Linked DNA regions of Gossypium hirsutum: region 2 is linked to region 1. Evidence: chromatin contacts called from public Hi-C data. All regions are on one chromosome and are shown on one strand. Each heading gives the region's core, a stretch centred on a gene start, on an enhancer-like site or on the middle of the called end of the contact. The rest is flanking DNA. Distances are from core to core; before and after follow the strand shown. Region 1 holds the start of LOC107934526 (purple acid phosphatase 8). Region 2 has its middle 59 kb from the start of LOC121207816.

The links. A called contact is a pair of places that touch in the nucleus more often than the background predicts.
Region 2: a Hi-C map of leaf shows a contact between it and region 1, with 3 times the contacts expected there. The contact joins the enhancer-like site here to the promoter of LOC107934526 in region 1. A contact is called at or near these places in 5 of 34 Hi-C or Micro-C datasets (callus, hypocotyl and leaf).

The regions. Positions count from the first base shown.
Region 1 is chrA01:73,381,023-73,385,813 of Gossypium_hirsutum_v2.1, reverse strand. It overlaps LOC107934526 (purple acid phosphatase 8), which reads left to right and starts at 2,703. Exons shown (of 6, transcript XM_016866977.2): 1 at 2,703-2,993; 2 at 4,414-4,570; 3 at 4,652-4,765. The coding sequence starts at 2,796.
Region 2 is chrA01:73,598,104-73,602,894 of Gossypium_hirsutum_v2.1, reverse strand. No RefSeq gene overlaps it. Among protein-coding and RNA genes, the nearest start is that of LOC121207816, 59 kb to the right of the region's middle. Within about 2 kb of position 2,619, at least 2 of the 9 cell types and tissues checked have an H3K27ac peak or open chromatin away from gene starts, as enhancers often do. A contact at or near this core is called in hypocotyl and leaf, where this site is marked.

The DNA.
Region 1 (4,791 bases), core at 1,454-3,953:
CTTATTGGGCCTTGCCCTCAAGAATTTGGGCTTGTGATCCATCTCCTACCGAAATTGAATCGTTGATGCTCGTAATGGAGATCCAATGCGCTTTGGCTGCAAGATTTGGTGTCTTGGACCAAGATTCCCAATATTTGAAATCTTGATTTTCCCTTTCTTTTGTGTACGCATCTAAGGCCTTACTAACAAACTCCTGGATGGTCCCATTTAGTTTGGAACGCATTTGTCGGGCCTTTGATCTCGTATCAAATACATTTGTAAATTTTTATTTGTAACGTATACAAAAATTCCATTAATTCGTATAAAGTGCAAAGGAAGAAATGCAAAATTAAAATAGATTATTATTTAACAATAAAATAAAAATTTGTCCTCATATAAATTTATAACAATAAATCTATAATATTTTAGAAAGGAAAATAAAACCAAACACCACTGTTCAATTCTTTTATCTCTTTCCCTTCTTTATTTTCAATTTAATTAAGTCTTCACTTTGAATTTTTGAAATTTAACTTATTAGTTTAATTTTAATAATTTAGACTTTATAATTCAATTGATAAGGACTTTTGTTGATTTTTAAATCAAAAGATTTTATTTAAAAATTAAAATTCAATTAATTACACATATTCAAATCTTAAATAAGTGAATTAACAATGTTGATAAATAAAATTTTGAAATTAAACACAAGTAGATAGATTGAAATCCAAAATTTCAAAAAAGTACAGGAATTGAAAAATAATTAAACCATTTACCAAAAAGAAGAAGAAGAAGATGAAGAGAGTATATGACAAAGAAATAGGAAAATTCGTCGAAATTCCCAACAGATGGTCTCCTTCAAAAATGTTAGTTGATGGTTTCATAGGACCACAAATCAAAATGCATGAAATTGATAGAAGACATAGTTATCAACATAAATATATTAAAGACAAATTTGTTTGCCCAGCAGTAAAGAGTTAGGATGATCCTTGTATGGGCATCAATAATATCATCTACTCATTATAAAAATAAAATAAAATTAAACAATCATTACCTGGTTCGTTGACGCTTGGTAGAATTATATTATTAAATTTTGATACATTATATTTATGAGAGGGATCTATTTATATCGACGTAACATTTAAATGGTTTAATAATTCAAGCGTTATATTTTATACTCTAATCATATAGATTAAGAAAGTTTGACATAGATTAAAAAATTTTAATTATTATTTTTATTTAAAAAAATTTAATCATTTAATATATATTAATATAAATAATATTTTAAATTAAAATATTGAATTAATTAAAAAATTATGAATATGCTTGGAAGTGAATTTCTCCATATTTTTATATTGCATTATTTTATTATTTTAATTTATTTTGTGCAAGTTAATTCTGTTGTTTTGAGAACCATCAAGCCTGGTATTTTCTTTTCAGATTAAAACAATAAGAGAGGAAGTTAATAAAGAATCTTTTTCTTTTCTTTTCTGGAAGTGGAATAAAAAAAGGAAGATGTTTTTGCCCCGTGCTTTATTTCTTTTCAAAACTTTATTTGATATGATATATATATAATTAAATACTTCTGATGGTAACAATATACCTATACTTCATGTAAAGATTGTAATAAAGTAATAAATTATTAGAATTTTTTTTATTTTAATCAAGTAATAAATATTAAATTGAAAGTATTTTTATATAAAATTTTAAATATATATATTTATGATCAAGATTTGAATCCTATTTATCATAACATAAAATTTTTTAAATTTACCATTTCAATTAAAATAGTATTTGAGTTTCATGTTAATTTTTAATAAACATATTACGTGGATGTACCATAATCTAATATTTATATTATTGGTTTATATATTTTATTTCGATAATAATTTAATTAAATATATAATATTGTAATCACTCAAACAAAATCTTATTTAAAGTCAAATCCATTACATACCTTCACTAACTTGGGATGATAATAAAATAGGGATTAAAATTTTGAACCCCAAAAAACATCAACATTCATGGGTTATATAAGAGCAGTGTAAAGTAAGGCCCTAGGAGTGGACATAATTGCATCATCAAATTCAAGAGCCATTCAACTGGGAAAGGGTTTTAGTTTGTGGGAAAGGCACGTGAAGTGAGGCCACAGGAGTCGACATATTTTCCGATGCCACCAGCCATATGCTTCTTGTTGCTGTGTTATAAATGGTCACTGGTTCACTGTGTGTGATTGCATAGAGGTACTAGGAAAAACGAAGTCATGATTCATGAGAGACCACAAAATTAAACGTATCCTATTCCTTGATGTTTTACCAACTAACTAATTGTCAAACCTAGCAAACATATGGATAAGTTAGAAGATAATTTGCTATTGGATTTAACCTTTAGATTTTTTTTTTTGAATTTTAAAATTTTAATTATGTAAATTTATTATTTTTCACAAAATTCCAGGCAATTTAATCAATAAATATAAGGATGAAATAGAGAACACACAACAGCTAATAGCAGATTTGAGGTAAAGTTAAAAGAGTAGGATGAAGTCAGAGCTAACTTAATTGGTGGATTTAAGACCAGTTTGGGCCATAAGGTTTGGTGGGTTATTGGTTCTTTCTTATTAATGTATGCTTTCATTCAGTCAATCTTATAGCCTTACGTCATTCTAAGGAATTTTCGTGGGACTTTTAAAATGATTTTTAATCCTACACTCGTAAAAACATATTATATGCTCCAACTGGTTACAAATAGCGTGGATAGCAGGACTCTTCATTTCATTTTCTACCTTGCCTTGCCTCCCTACTCTCACCTCATTTCACATAAATATGGTTGTTCCAACCAAAAAAGCTATGAACCAAAGGCTCGTGTCGTGGACGTTGGTTGTTGGGTTGTTTGTAATATCGTGTGTGGCAGAGCTTGAGCGGTTTGAACACGCAGGCAAACCAGATGGGTCTCTGAGCTTCCTGGTGGTCGGAGACTGGGGAAGGAGAGGACACTATAACCAATCTCAAGTTGCTTTTCAGGTCTTTTGCTTTTCTACTTTCTTAAAAGTTGTCATTAAATGTTTTATGAAAACGCAAGTAACGTTCTCCTCTTTCTTTCTGGTTGTTATTAAGAAGAAAATCATTTTGGTCCGAAGCTTTTTAGGAATTCCATCATCACTCGTCTTAAAATTTTATATCCAACAAAACTATCTACTAAAGTCCAATAGAATAAAATGAAGATGCCAATGAACATTGTTTTTACAGTCTAATCATTTTAAAAAACTTTTGGAATGGTATAATTCCAAATAAAATCCCAGATTCTTTTTCTTTTCTTCTTTTTACAGTTTAATATTCCTCAAGTGAGAACAGTGAGGGGAATGGACAAAGTTAGCCAGTTTCGTAAGTCTCTCACACGTTGATTGGGTTTCATATAGTTTGGACTAGAAAATTCCTGTTTCAGTTTTGGCCGTTTCCAACCAATCACATCTCTACACCTATCCAAAATCACAATCCTAACTATACACGTATTGGAACCAAAAAATTTAAAAAAAAACTTTATTATCACTCAATACAAATTTGGTGTTAAATAAATTCCTATATCCCATTTCCCTTGTAAAAATATTTTCACCTAACAATTCTTCTTTACATTATTTTAGGTTTAGTACCTCCCATATTATACATAAATTGGATCACTTTAGCCTTTGTAATTTTTTCCGTTTATGTTTATTTTGTTACACCATTCACAATTTCTATTAAGAAAAGTACCTAAGCGAATCCAACCTAAAGTGCAAAAACCTTACAAATAAAATTTTAAAACTTTCTAAAAACACCTAAAATTCTAAACAAACCTACATTTTTTTTAAATTTCAATTAAAAAAATGCATTTTAGATTTAACCTTAGACATGCATTTTTCCAGTTTGAATCTAGATCTGTATTTTAAAAATAATTTTATATATTTATATATTTCCAAAAAGATAACAATTTCAAAATAAATTCTAGATGTCCAATTTTACTTTTTTTTTGGAATTTTAGGTTTTTTTAGATTATTTTTTTTAAATTTTATGAAATTTATTTTTTATAATTTTAAAATTAATTAATGAATCTTTAGTTTTTAGAATTTTTAAGCCTTTTTTTTGTCTTTTTGGATTTTATGATTTTTTTTGAATTTATGATATTATTTTGAATTTTTTTTCATCACAGTGGTATCACTTCATTGGTTTACTTAGTGCTTTTTGAAATAGTAACGGATAAATGGAAAGAAAGTATACTGGCTAAAATGACAAAAAAAATTTCTTTAAGGACCAATTTGATAATTTTTGTATAGTATAAGATCCAAAATAGGTAGTAAACCATTATTACAAATTACTCAAAGCAATTTTATTTTTTATATAAAAAACCATAAGATATATCGATAAAACATTGATTTTTTAATTTAATGATAAAAATTTAATGGCTCAGATGGGGAAAATCGGAGAGCAATTAGATATCGACTTCATAATCTCAACCGGCGATAATTTTTACGACAATGGTTTGACCGCCGTTGACGATCCATTGTTCCATCAATCCTTCACTGATATTTATACAGCTCCCAGCTTGCAAAAACAATGGTACAATGGTACGAATCTTCAACCCCATGCAATCGATTTTTAAATACTAATTCTAAAATGGGAATTTAATTTATTTATTTTGGTGGCAGTGTTGGGTAATCATGATTATAGGGGCAACGCTGAGGCTCAATTAAGTCCCATCCTTACAAAGATGGATAGCAGATGGCTTTGTTTGAGATCTTTTGTCCTCAATGCTGGACCTGGTAATTAACCCAAATATCTAATTTTA
Region 2 (4,791 bases), core at 1,370-3,869, 220 kb before region 1:
ATAAATTGAACCTCTTTTTAAAAAAACATTATAAAATATAATACAACAAATTTTGAAAAAAATTTGGACCCTAGGAGATGAAACATTTATGATGAAAAATTGAAAATCCTAGACATTTAATTAATTAATTTAATTAATTAATTTATTTTTTTCTCAAATTAAAAGTTAAAAAATATTTTTTTTGGGTCTCTTTCTGGTTCCTAGGCGGCTGCAATCTCAAATAACCCTCAAAATTGCAGCTGTCCAAGGTCGAACTTGACAGTAATCATATCATATAAATATACATTCTTACTCTTTAAAAAAGATTACTTATTCGTAACTATGAAACTCCTTGTTATTCCACACAATTTTACCCACATCTTCTTTCCTGTAAAAAGTAAAGAAAATTTTATGGGTTTAAAGCTTTGATTGGAAAGAGAGTTAAAAGAAAGTCCCCACTGCATGCACCATATATGTATAAATTTTAATGAATGTAAATTCATTTACTGTTGGATCAATGAGTAGTCAAAAACATATACTATATGTTATTTATTATGACCACAGTATTATATATAATTTTTTTCCTTTTAAAGTTTCCTTGTCGCTATGCACTTGTCTTTACCCTGAGAAATGTATGCCGATCATGAATGATATTGCCAAACAAATTAAAAAATCTCAAGACAAAATCTTAAGAAGGGTGGTCAATATGGTGGTCGTCAGGTCAATTTATGTCTCGAGAAGTCCATGGATTTGACCCCACTCTGTGTTTTCAATTTTTATGAATGAAAACCTTGCAATTGTTCATCATAATAGCTTCTTGCCTTGTATATCTTTTGATACTAAACTTTGTTAATCTCTGCATTAAAGATTCAATTGGCTATTATTGTTGTTTTGGCAAAGTGTCGGGAATAGAAGCTGAAGGCTTGCAGCTATTACTTACAGAAAGCTGCCTGGTTTTCTTCCTTGTGAGGAAAACATTGTTGTAAATGGGTGTGTATGTTTGCAGGAGGCATTATTAATGAAAGAGACTTCACCCACTAATAATTGAGGCCAACAAGTCAAATATGTTAGTCCTTTCATTTGATATATATTCATCATCATATACAAAAAGATTAATTCTATAATGCAAAAAGGATATTATACAAATATCAATTCAATGCAAAATTAGATGTACAATTTTATACATTTTCTTTTCTTTTCTTTTTCTGCTTGATGGAAGGTCCGTCAACATTTACTAGCTTAATTATAGCATCAATCAGGGCTATGGGTAATCATATCTATTCTCCAAATTCCTCCACCAGGATAAAACAGATTATAACAACCAAGTGTTTGATTTTGTTATAGATATGATAAGACCATGGGGGAATTATTTTATCCATAAAATTTAAATTCAAAATTTTATTTAAAGATAACAAATTTTTTACTACTCGATTTAACAAATAAATGAATATTATAAAATATTTGATAGATATTTTAATCATTATTTGACAGAAATGAAATCCCAGCTATTCCTCAAATACACTAATCAAAATCTATTCTGTTGGTTGAATTTCTAAAGTCTTCACAAAAACTTGAGGACATTTCAATGGAGAATCCAACGCCAACATCTTACATTGTCACAGCCTCACAGCTTGCTGCAAAATATATATATATATTCATAATATTTTTTAAATCAGATTAGTGATCAAATCAGTTAAGTTATTGATTTATCAATATGATAGATTCAATTAAAAAATTACTAAAAATTAAAAAAAAATTTAAAAGATTCAGTTCAACAGATTTTTTGTCTGGTTGAATCGATCCATATCGATTTCCGAATCAACTGACTCAAAGTCCCCTCTAAATTGATACCCCGACTGGTGTTCAATCCACATTCAAACAATATTAGTGGTTAGAGTGTAGTAATTAATGTAATATGTGGTTTTGAAGAAAGTAGTTAAGTTGTCGGGCTATCAAGTGTGTTGATGATGGCAATGAATAGGGTATATAATCCTCAAGTTGTAGCATATTTTAGGGGTTAAAATGTCTTAATCAAGTTGAGTTTGAATGAAAATTTTTAACTTCCTAGTGGGCACACCAAGTGATGTATTCAAGAATTCTATCTATGATTACATCAAATAAATTATTTATACAATGCATAAATTATTTTTAAGAATATAATCTTGGGCTGGAAACTTAAATTGAATTATTAATTGTTAATAGAGTGAGAAATGCAATTCTTTTTTTTATTTAACTAAGTAATAAATTAGGTATAGGAAAGGCCAACTTCCCCATCTTTGATTGATTGTGGGCCTTGTCACCTTCCATAGAAAAGTTTATGGTCCATATGAGAAGCCTTAAAAGGGGAATAAAGAAGAAAAAGAAGGGTTTCATTACAGTTACTCCTCTTATACGATTTCACTTTCATTACGCTATTGTTACCAAAGAAATAATAGGATCCCCATATTATTTTAAAGAACTGTTATATATTCATCAATTAATAGGATTTCTTGCTTTTCAACGGAATAGGGGGAAAAAGTTCAAAAAAAAAAAGAAAAAAGGGTTTGAAACTAAGGGGTGAAAATGGATTTAAAGTGGGGGCAGGAGAAGCCCATATAAAACAATAGACCTTTGAAGTATTTGGGCTTAGCTTGATTAGGCCGAAACCAATGCCACAGTTCCCAATAATGAAAAAAAAACGGAGTTTTTAATTTGCTTTTGTTTACAAAAACTTATGACTTTTCGAATATTTTAACTTTGATATATTTAAAATTTATTTATTTTGTTTGGTCATGGAGGTGTTTCTATTAAGAGTCAATATTTTGTCTTCTCTATTTAAAAAATGAGTAATTTAATTTCTATATATTAGATTAAAAAGTAAATTGATCTCTTTTTTTTGTTAAAAATTACATCCATTTACACTGATAAAAACTAATGTGGCTGTTGAAATAATTAAACAATGACACATGATATGACATATGTACCTCATGCTGACATACACTTTCTAATTTATAATAATAGAAATGGATAAAATTTTTAACATGATAACTAATTTACTTTTTAATCTAATATGCAAAAACTTATTTAATTCTTAATAAATAGAACAAAATATAACCCCAACTTAATATAAACAATTTATAATTCTTTTACCTTAAATAATTACTTTTGAGCGCTGACCAACAACATTAAATTAATGATGGAGGTGGAAAAGTATACATGTGATATTCAAAATCACTGAGCTAATATACAAATTATTTAAAAATAAAATATATAAAAGTTATAAAATTTTAAAAGTTTACAAGAAATATAAATTTATAAAAGAATATTATTATTTTTTCAATTTTTTTAAATTGTTATACTATAAAACTAGTTTTTTATGCATGCATTTTATATTTTAGAAACCAAAAGAACATATTTTTGGTCTAATTTGACTAAATTACCTAAAAAGGCTCATTTTTTAGTAAATTTACGAAATGGGTCAATTATACCATTATTTACCGAAAAAGGCTATTTTTTTGCAAAACGCGCCTACGTGGCTACGTTTAAGGGGGAAAATGCCAGCAAGCGCGCCCCCAATGGAGCTTTTTGCCACATCAGCAAAATGTGCTTACGTGGAAGCGTTTTGCTGATGTGGCAAAAAAGCTCCCTTGGGGGCATACCCAACGGCCATAAGGCCCCCCTCTCCTCCTATTATTTTTTTATAATTTCAAAATTATTTGATCGTGTTAGCAATGGTTGGGGAATTAATTCATCTCGATCATAAACATATCTCCGTCGAACAAATGAAAATGGTAACGGTTTACTTTAAATTTTGAATATTATTTAATATTTTTATTTATGTAATTTTAATTAATTTTAATTTTTGAATATTTTTGAATATTTTTTATTTATATAATTTTAATTAATTTTAATTTTTGAATATTGTTTAATATTTTTTCATTTATGTAATTTTAATTAATTTGTATTTTATAATTTTTTATAACAGTGTAAATCGAGTATTACAATGTTATATTCGTAACATGTCTGGTCTGCCATCACCGTTGATAGAAAATTACTTGAAGGAAGCAGGTTTTTGGCACGCGGCCACTATAGGCCGAGGGTGCAAGTTGGACTCAAAACTCATCAGCCTGTTAATAGAGAGGTGGAGACCGGAAACGCACGCATTCCATCTTCCATGCGGAGAGTGTACTATCACTTTAGAGGACGTCCAGTTACAATTAGGATCGCCGGTGGATGGTGTGGCACTCACCGAGTCTGTTCAATCTGCTGATTGGAGAGCCATATGCTACTATTTTTTGGGTGCGATTCTGGATAATATTTACGGAGGTCGGATCGAGATGGGCTAGTTACAAGACACATTCCCGAGCCAGGGAATGATTCGACTGAATTAAAAAGAATACGATATGCTCGGGCATACATCCTTGAGATGATTTAAGGTTATCTGATGCTGAACTTGTCACGAAACCTCATACATCTGAGGTGGCTGCTGAAACTCGTTGATTTTAGAGCAGCTAGCGAACTTAGTTGAGGATCTGCCGTGTTGGCAACATTATACCGAGAGATGTGCGGGATGACGCCACCAAATAAATCAAAAATTAGAGGTTAACTGTCACTACTACAATCATAGGCTCGGTTTCGCTTTCCATTTTTACGTCCTCAAGTGAACCATCCATATACATTCCCACTCATAACAAGGTAAAATTTTTATTTGATTTTACAATTATTCCATAGATTTAAAATAAAATTATATGCTGAAAATTTATTTAATTAGGTGGAACCATCCGACAAGTTATGTTGGAATTCCTATCGCTCTTAAAGATATACGGCTTCTAC